Linked DNA regions of Mus musculus: region 1 is linked to region 2. A link is a contact called in public HiChIP or PLAC-seq data. All regions are on one chromosome and are shown on one strand. Each heading gives the region's core, a stretch centred on a gene start, on an enhancer-like site or on the middle of the called end of the contact. The rest is flanking DNA. Distances are from core to core; before and after follow the strand shown. Region 1 has its middle 13 kb from the start of Ddx18. Region 2 holds the start of Ccdc93 (coiled-coil domain containing 93).

Evidence for each region. HiChIP or PLAC-seq counts read pairs in DNA pulled down with a chosen protein or histone mark.
Region 1: an H3K4me3 HiChIP or PLAC-seq map of intestinal villus epithelium shows a contact between it and region 2, with 5 read pairs. The contact joins the enhancer-like site here to the promoter of Ccdc93 in region 2. A contact is called at or near these places in 4 of 39 promoter capture datasets (the C10 cell line, the HPC-7 cell line, hematopoietic stem and progenitor cells and 1 more), 1 of 484 Hi-C or Micro-C datasets (LSK cells) and 2 of 115 datasets of contacts at active chromatin or transcription factors (bone marrow-derived macrophages and intestinal villus epithelium).

The regions. Positions count from the first base shown.
Region 1 is chr1:121,580,003-121,582,706 of GRCm38.p6, forward strand. No RefSeq gene overlaps it. Among named protein-coding and RNA genes, the nearest start is that of Ddx18, 13 kb to the left of the region's middle. Within about 2 kb of position 1,344, at least 7 of the 459 cell types and tissues checked have an H3K27ac peak or open chromatin away from gene starts, as enhancers often do. A contact at or near this core is called in intestinal villus epithelium, where this site is marked.
Region 2 is chr1:121,429,803-121,432,502 of GRCm38.p6, forward strand. Ccdc93 (coiled-coil domain containing 93) reads left to right here and starts at 1,265. Exons shown (of 24, transcript NM_001025156.2): 1 at 1,265-1,455. The coding sequence starts at 1,414. It overlaps Gm35243 (a long non-coding RNA gene), which reads right to left and starts at 1,266. Exons shown (of 2, transcript XR_387343.4): 1 at 1,145-1,266; 2 at 1-427.

The sequences.
Region 1 (2,704 bases), core at 94-2,593, 150 kb after region 2:
CTGCTACGAACTGTAATGTAAATATCTGTTTCCCAATGGTCTTTGGTGACCCCTGATAAAAGGGTCCTTTGACTCCTAAAAAGGCCATGACCCACAGGTTGAGAAACACTGCTATATAAGAACATGGAAGAAAGCAGCCTTTTTATCTGCTTGCCCTTATCTTTCTAGCAAGTACATTTCTTCGCTGGCATTAGAGCCTACTTCTTTGGGATTCTGGCAGAAACAGATTTTGGTATCAGAAGTGGTTCTCAAACAACATAAGTATAAGGATGAATCTTTTAAGTATCTGGAATAGATTTCTCAATTAGGCAACACCTATAGCTCCTGATGCCTATCCAGTCACTCCTTCTCTTGGGAGCCAGTAGAATAGTGAGAACCCATGGTGTGATCTATATTACCAAATTAAGAAGATGAATGCATTCAATTATCCTGATTTGTTAATTGTAAGTGGTAATGGATTTGGTGACCCTGTATATGGAACTTTTGACAGTTTGGGGGGAAATAAGGAAAATGGTGCTGCTGGTTGGTTGCTCTTAGTAGCTCTGGGTTAACTGATAAAGGATAGGAATGAGGTAATGATAAAGTTAGTCAATTCCTAGCATCTCAGAATATAGGGAAGGACAACAAAGAACTTAGTGAAAAAATTGACTGGCTCCAGATGTGCATAAACAGTCTAAAGGTTTCTAAAGCCCTGGAAGAGAGTCTTCTCGGCAGCAACCATGGAGTTGTAGAAAGTCAAACCAAAGCCCTCATTATAAGGTTGACTGGATTACAATGAAAATTCCAGTCCCAGTCTCAGAGGGTGTCAGCAGTTAAAACAAAGGGTATTAACTGGTAAAAAATGGAATCCTATAACTTAGGATGGGGATTTGTTCTCTCTCAGTTAAAAAAGATGTCAAAAGGTTGTTTGAATGGTTGGCTAGAGGGAAGGAGTTGGAGATGCCTAATATCCCTTGGCTTAGAGTTGATGAGAGAATTTTAAGGTTCAGGGACGTTACACTGCTAGAGTGGACATGCCGTGTAAAACCTAAACCTTTACAATAGTAAGGTTCAGAAGATGTGCCCTTCACTAATCCTATAAGAAACAAAACAGTGGAAGGGGCACCAGCAGAGTGGTGCTTTGTTACCACCCCTTTCCTGGAGCCAGACCTTAGGGTTAGAGCTGCTGCTGTTGCTCTACTGGACACATTAAATGCAATGCATTTAACTGGGCCCCTGAGGTAGCAGGGGACAATCCACAGAGGCAAAGTGATCATAAATATGATAATGGGCAACATAGACAAAGCAATGTTTATAATGACCTAGCCTGTAATGGTAAGCTGAGGCAAAGTACATTTTATAATGGCATGACTCGTGTAGACCTTTGATTCTAGTTAATGAATAATGGTGTTTCCAGGCATAAAGTAGATAAGAAGCCTATGGCATTTCTGTTTGGTCTGTACAAGTGAAAAAATTCTTAAACAAATGAATGCAAGATTATATTGGATCATGGCGAAAGGCAATCTCAGACCATGAATCAATTTTCCTAGTTGAGCCAGTTTGCAGGTCCAGAACCTCTTCAATAAAGGAGTGTTTAGGGTTCCCTGAAGAAGGACCCTGATAAGACACCTAAAAGTTTTCTTGCTAGCCTTTCTCCATCCTTCTCCAGAGGGAACTACGCCCTTGTACAAAGATAACTGGGGGAAAGGAAATAATCAGACTTTTCTGGGGTCAAATTGAATTCTGCTTCTGAACTGACACAGATTCTGGGATGTTCTCAAGAAACACTGTGGCCCTCACGTAAAGTACGGGCTTTGAAGTCAGGTGATTAGTGGAGTTTTGGCTGAAGTCTAATTCACAGTAGGCCCAGTAGGACCCTGAATTCATCATGTGGTTATTTCTCCAGTTCCAGAATGAATAATTGGGATAGATATACATAGAAGTTAGCAGAATTTTCACTTTGGATCCCTGACCTGTGGAGTAAAGGCTATTATGGTTGGAATGGCTAAATGAAAGCCTGTAGATATTCCTTTGCCAGGGAAAATAGTGAATCAAAACCAGTTTCACATCTTTGGAGGAATTGCAGAAATTAGTGCCACCATCAAGGACTCCTTTCTGGCCAGTGCAGAAGACAGACTGATCATGGCGATTGACAGTTGACTATAAAAACTCATTAGGCAGTGACTGATTGCAGCTGCTGTATCAGATGTGTTGTCCTTAATTGGAGCAGATGAACACAACTCTCAGTACATGGTATGCAGCTATTTATCTAGCAAATACCTTTTTCTCAGTACATGTCCATAAGGACCACTAGAAGCAATTTGCTTTCCAGTTGGCAAAGCCAGCAATATACATTTACAGTTTTTCTGCAAGGATATATTAAATTTCCTGCTCTGTGTCATTAGTTAGAAAGGATCTTGATTGTCTTTTCCACAAAACATAACATTGGTGTACTATATTGATGACGCTATGATGATTGGACCAAGTGAGCAGGAGATAGCGACCACTTTGGACTCATTGGTAACACATATTCAAATCAGAGGATGGGAAATAAATCCAACCAAAATTCACAGACTGTCTACCTCAGTGAAATTCTTAGGAGTCCTGTGGTATGGGGCATGTAGAGATATTCCTTCTAAGGTGAAGGATAAGTTATTGCACCCAGCCCTTCCCACCACCAAGAAAGAAACACAACTGTTTAGTGGACCTATTTGGATTCTGGACA
Region 2 (2,700 bases), core at 15-2,514:
CACCTAAAATAAAATAATAAATCTAAGAAAAAACAATCAAAAGTTATCAGAGATATTAAGAGGAAGAAAGGAAGCAAACACAAAACCTCTTTAATGGCAAGAAGCATATGTTTTTCCAGTTTTCCACCCGTCCTTCAGTAAAGATCTCTCCTACAGCAGAAGACTTCATGTCACTTCTGCCTCCATCTCTTACAAAATGAAAATAGGCTGGTAAGCTGTTCTGCAGCAGGTGCTGGGCTGGCAGGAAAAAGACAACCCTTTTGTATAGCTGCCATCCTCTGGGACAGACAAGGGGCACATTGCATAAGTGGTACAGCAGCTAATCGTATGTGATCACCGGACTCTGCATTTTACAAAACATGTCCCCAGAAAGATGCAGGGTGTCAGGATGAGATGGGTGAGGATTATTTTCCAAAACAAAATTTTCCTGGAAATAAAATGCAGAGACTAGGAAGGAACAAATGTAATGATCTCTTTTTGAGTTCTCTGTCCCCAGGTCCACATGTTAATAGCTGGCACAAGAGTGTGTTAAACATGGCTGGAACTGGGTCTTAGCTGGGACTGACTCAGGAGCTGGGAGCTGTCCAAGCCAGGCTTGGAAAGAACCAAACTCAGAATCTGATACCCAGGGAAAGGAAAGGGAGCCAGAAGGCAAGAGATCCTCACGACACAGGGAAATAGCTTTTAAGAAGCTCCGTGAAGGCCAAGAAACTAGAAAGTGGGAATAGTTAAAAGAACTCTGGTGATATAACAGTTGAAGGGAGAAATACTAGAGGTAGAAGGATTTAAGAAGGGAAGGGACCGGCAAGGAGATGGTAGAGAAAAGAGGGTGGGTGTTCAAGTAAAACTAAGGATATATGAAAATGCCATAAGGAAACGTGCTACTTTGTAAACGAAAAAAAAAAAAAAAAAAAAAAAAAGGAACTGATCATGGTGGCGCATTCCTATAAACTATAGGGGAACAAAGTCATCCTTAGGAAGTGCTAAGCCAGGCTGGCTAAGACACTGTCTCAAGGAACAAAAAAAAAAGAAAAAAAGAGGAACAATAAGAAAGCATTTTAAGAAAACTTAGGAAAGAAAGGAAAAAGTAGGAAAAGAAAAAAGAAAAAGAAAGAGAAACATTTTTAAAAGAAAGAAAAAGTACCTTAGGAGGAATCTTGAGTTCAGCACCTCCTCTGAGGGGAGGATCGGTTACTCGGGATCCAGCCCCGCCCAGCAGTGCTGGCTGTCCTTGCGCAGGCGCAGTGGTTCCTCGCTTCAGCACTAGTGCGCATGCTCCGCGGGGCCACGGTTCTCCGACCTGCTGTGGTAGTGTCAGCTCCTGTGAAGGAAGTTTCCGCTTTGCACCCCACCCGGATCACAGTTCGGTTGTAGGGCCCGCTCTCTCCGGCTCCACATCAGCGCATCTGGATCATGGGGTTACCCAAGGGGCCAGAGGGCCAGGGACTCCCGGAGGTGAGGACCTCTGTCCCTGACACCCTGGGGTTGCTGGGGAGAGAGGGCCGAGCCCAGGGCGGCGGGCAGGGACCAGCCTGGGGTGGCGGGGACACTGTCTATGGTTGCTCAGGTGTGTCTGTCCCAAGGCGGGCCCTAGGTACCCTGGAGGGGCAGCTGACTGGTCCCCCGGCGTGCCAGGGTGCATCGTGTCGCTGGGTGCAAACTTAAGGGTTCCTGGGTCCTCTGGGGACAGAGGAAACATCCAGATCCCGGCCCAGATGCAACCTCACACATCACGAGGTCCCCGGGAATTCCTATCTCGGGTTGTCTGGAGGCCCCTCACATTGCGAGACTGGCTTCCCCCGGGCCAAGGCTGCTGCGCTTAGGAGTCTCAGCAGTCACGAGATGAGCGGTGGGACTGTCCTGCTCCCGGTGTGCAGGGGGCGGTGACCTTGGGACACACACCTTCTGCGGGACCCATGTGGCCAGCCTTTCATTCCCTTTTGTCAGGAAGGCACGCTACCTACCCGGCTTGTAGCCTCCTGCCCCTCCCCCCGTCCCACGGGCCGGGGAGGGTGAAGGAAGTTTGGAAGCTCTGCGCACATCAGGGTGATGACAGAGTTGAGGACACTCTCTCCTGTGGTGCCTGTGTCGGGACAGGAACATGCTGCGTGTTCTAAGGAGGGAGGACCTTTTCAGAAATGGTTTAGTCGAGTACTCAGCCAGTACTCATTCGATCCTATGAACAGGACTACCACGTAGGCTGGGAAGAAAAGTGCAACCACTCTCTAACGGTGGGCTACCGTTAGAGCTTGGCTGTGGGATTTCCAGTTGTCCTCCTAGTTGCTTTACTCAAAGCTCTGAGCTTAGAGAAGAGTCCCAGTTTCCAGAGAGAATTAGGGAACACCTCTAAGGCACCTGGATCTCTTTCTAAGGCTGGAAGGCAGGCTTTGGCAGAGGTGTGGTGTGCCTATTTGACACTGTGCCTAGTGCCCGTTCTTATTCAGCTGCGCCGATCTTGCTTCCCCGTGCCCCTCACAAATCCTTCTGTTACATCTTCATCCTACTCATTACAGAGTCGAAGTGTTCTGTGTCCAGGTGATGAAGGGTGGGTATGTGTGGCCCTGGGTTAGGTAAAGTTTCATGGGGTCTGGGTTGTAATAGTTCAGATTTTCTTTGCCATGTAAAAATCTCTGTCTGTCTGTCTCTCTCTCTCTGTCTGTCTCTCTCTGTATGATGAAGTGCATATGTGAGCATGTGTGG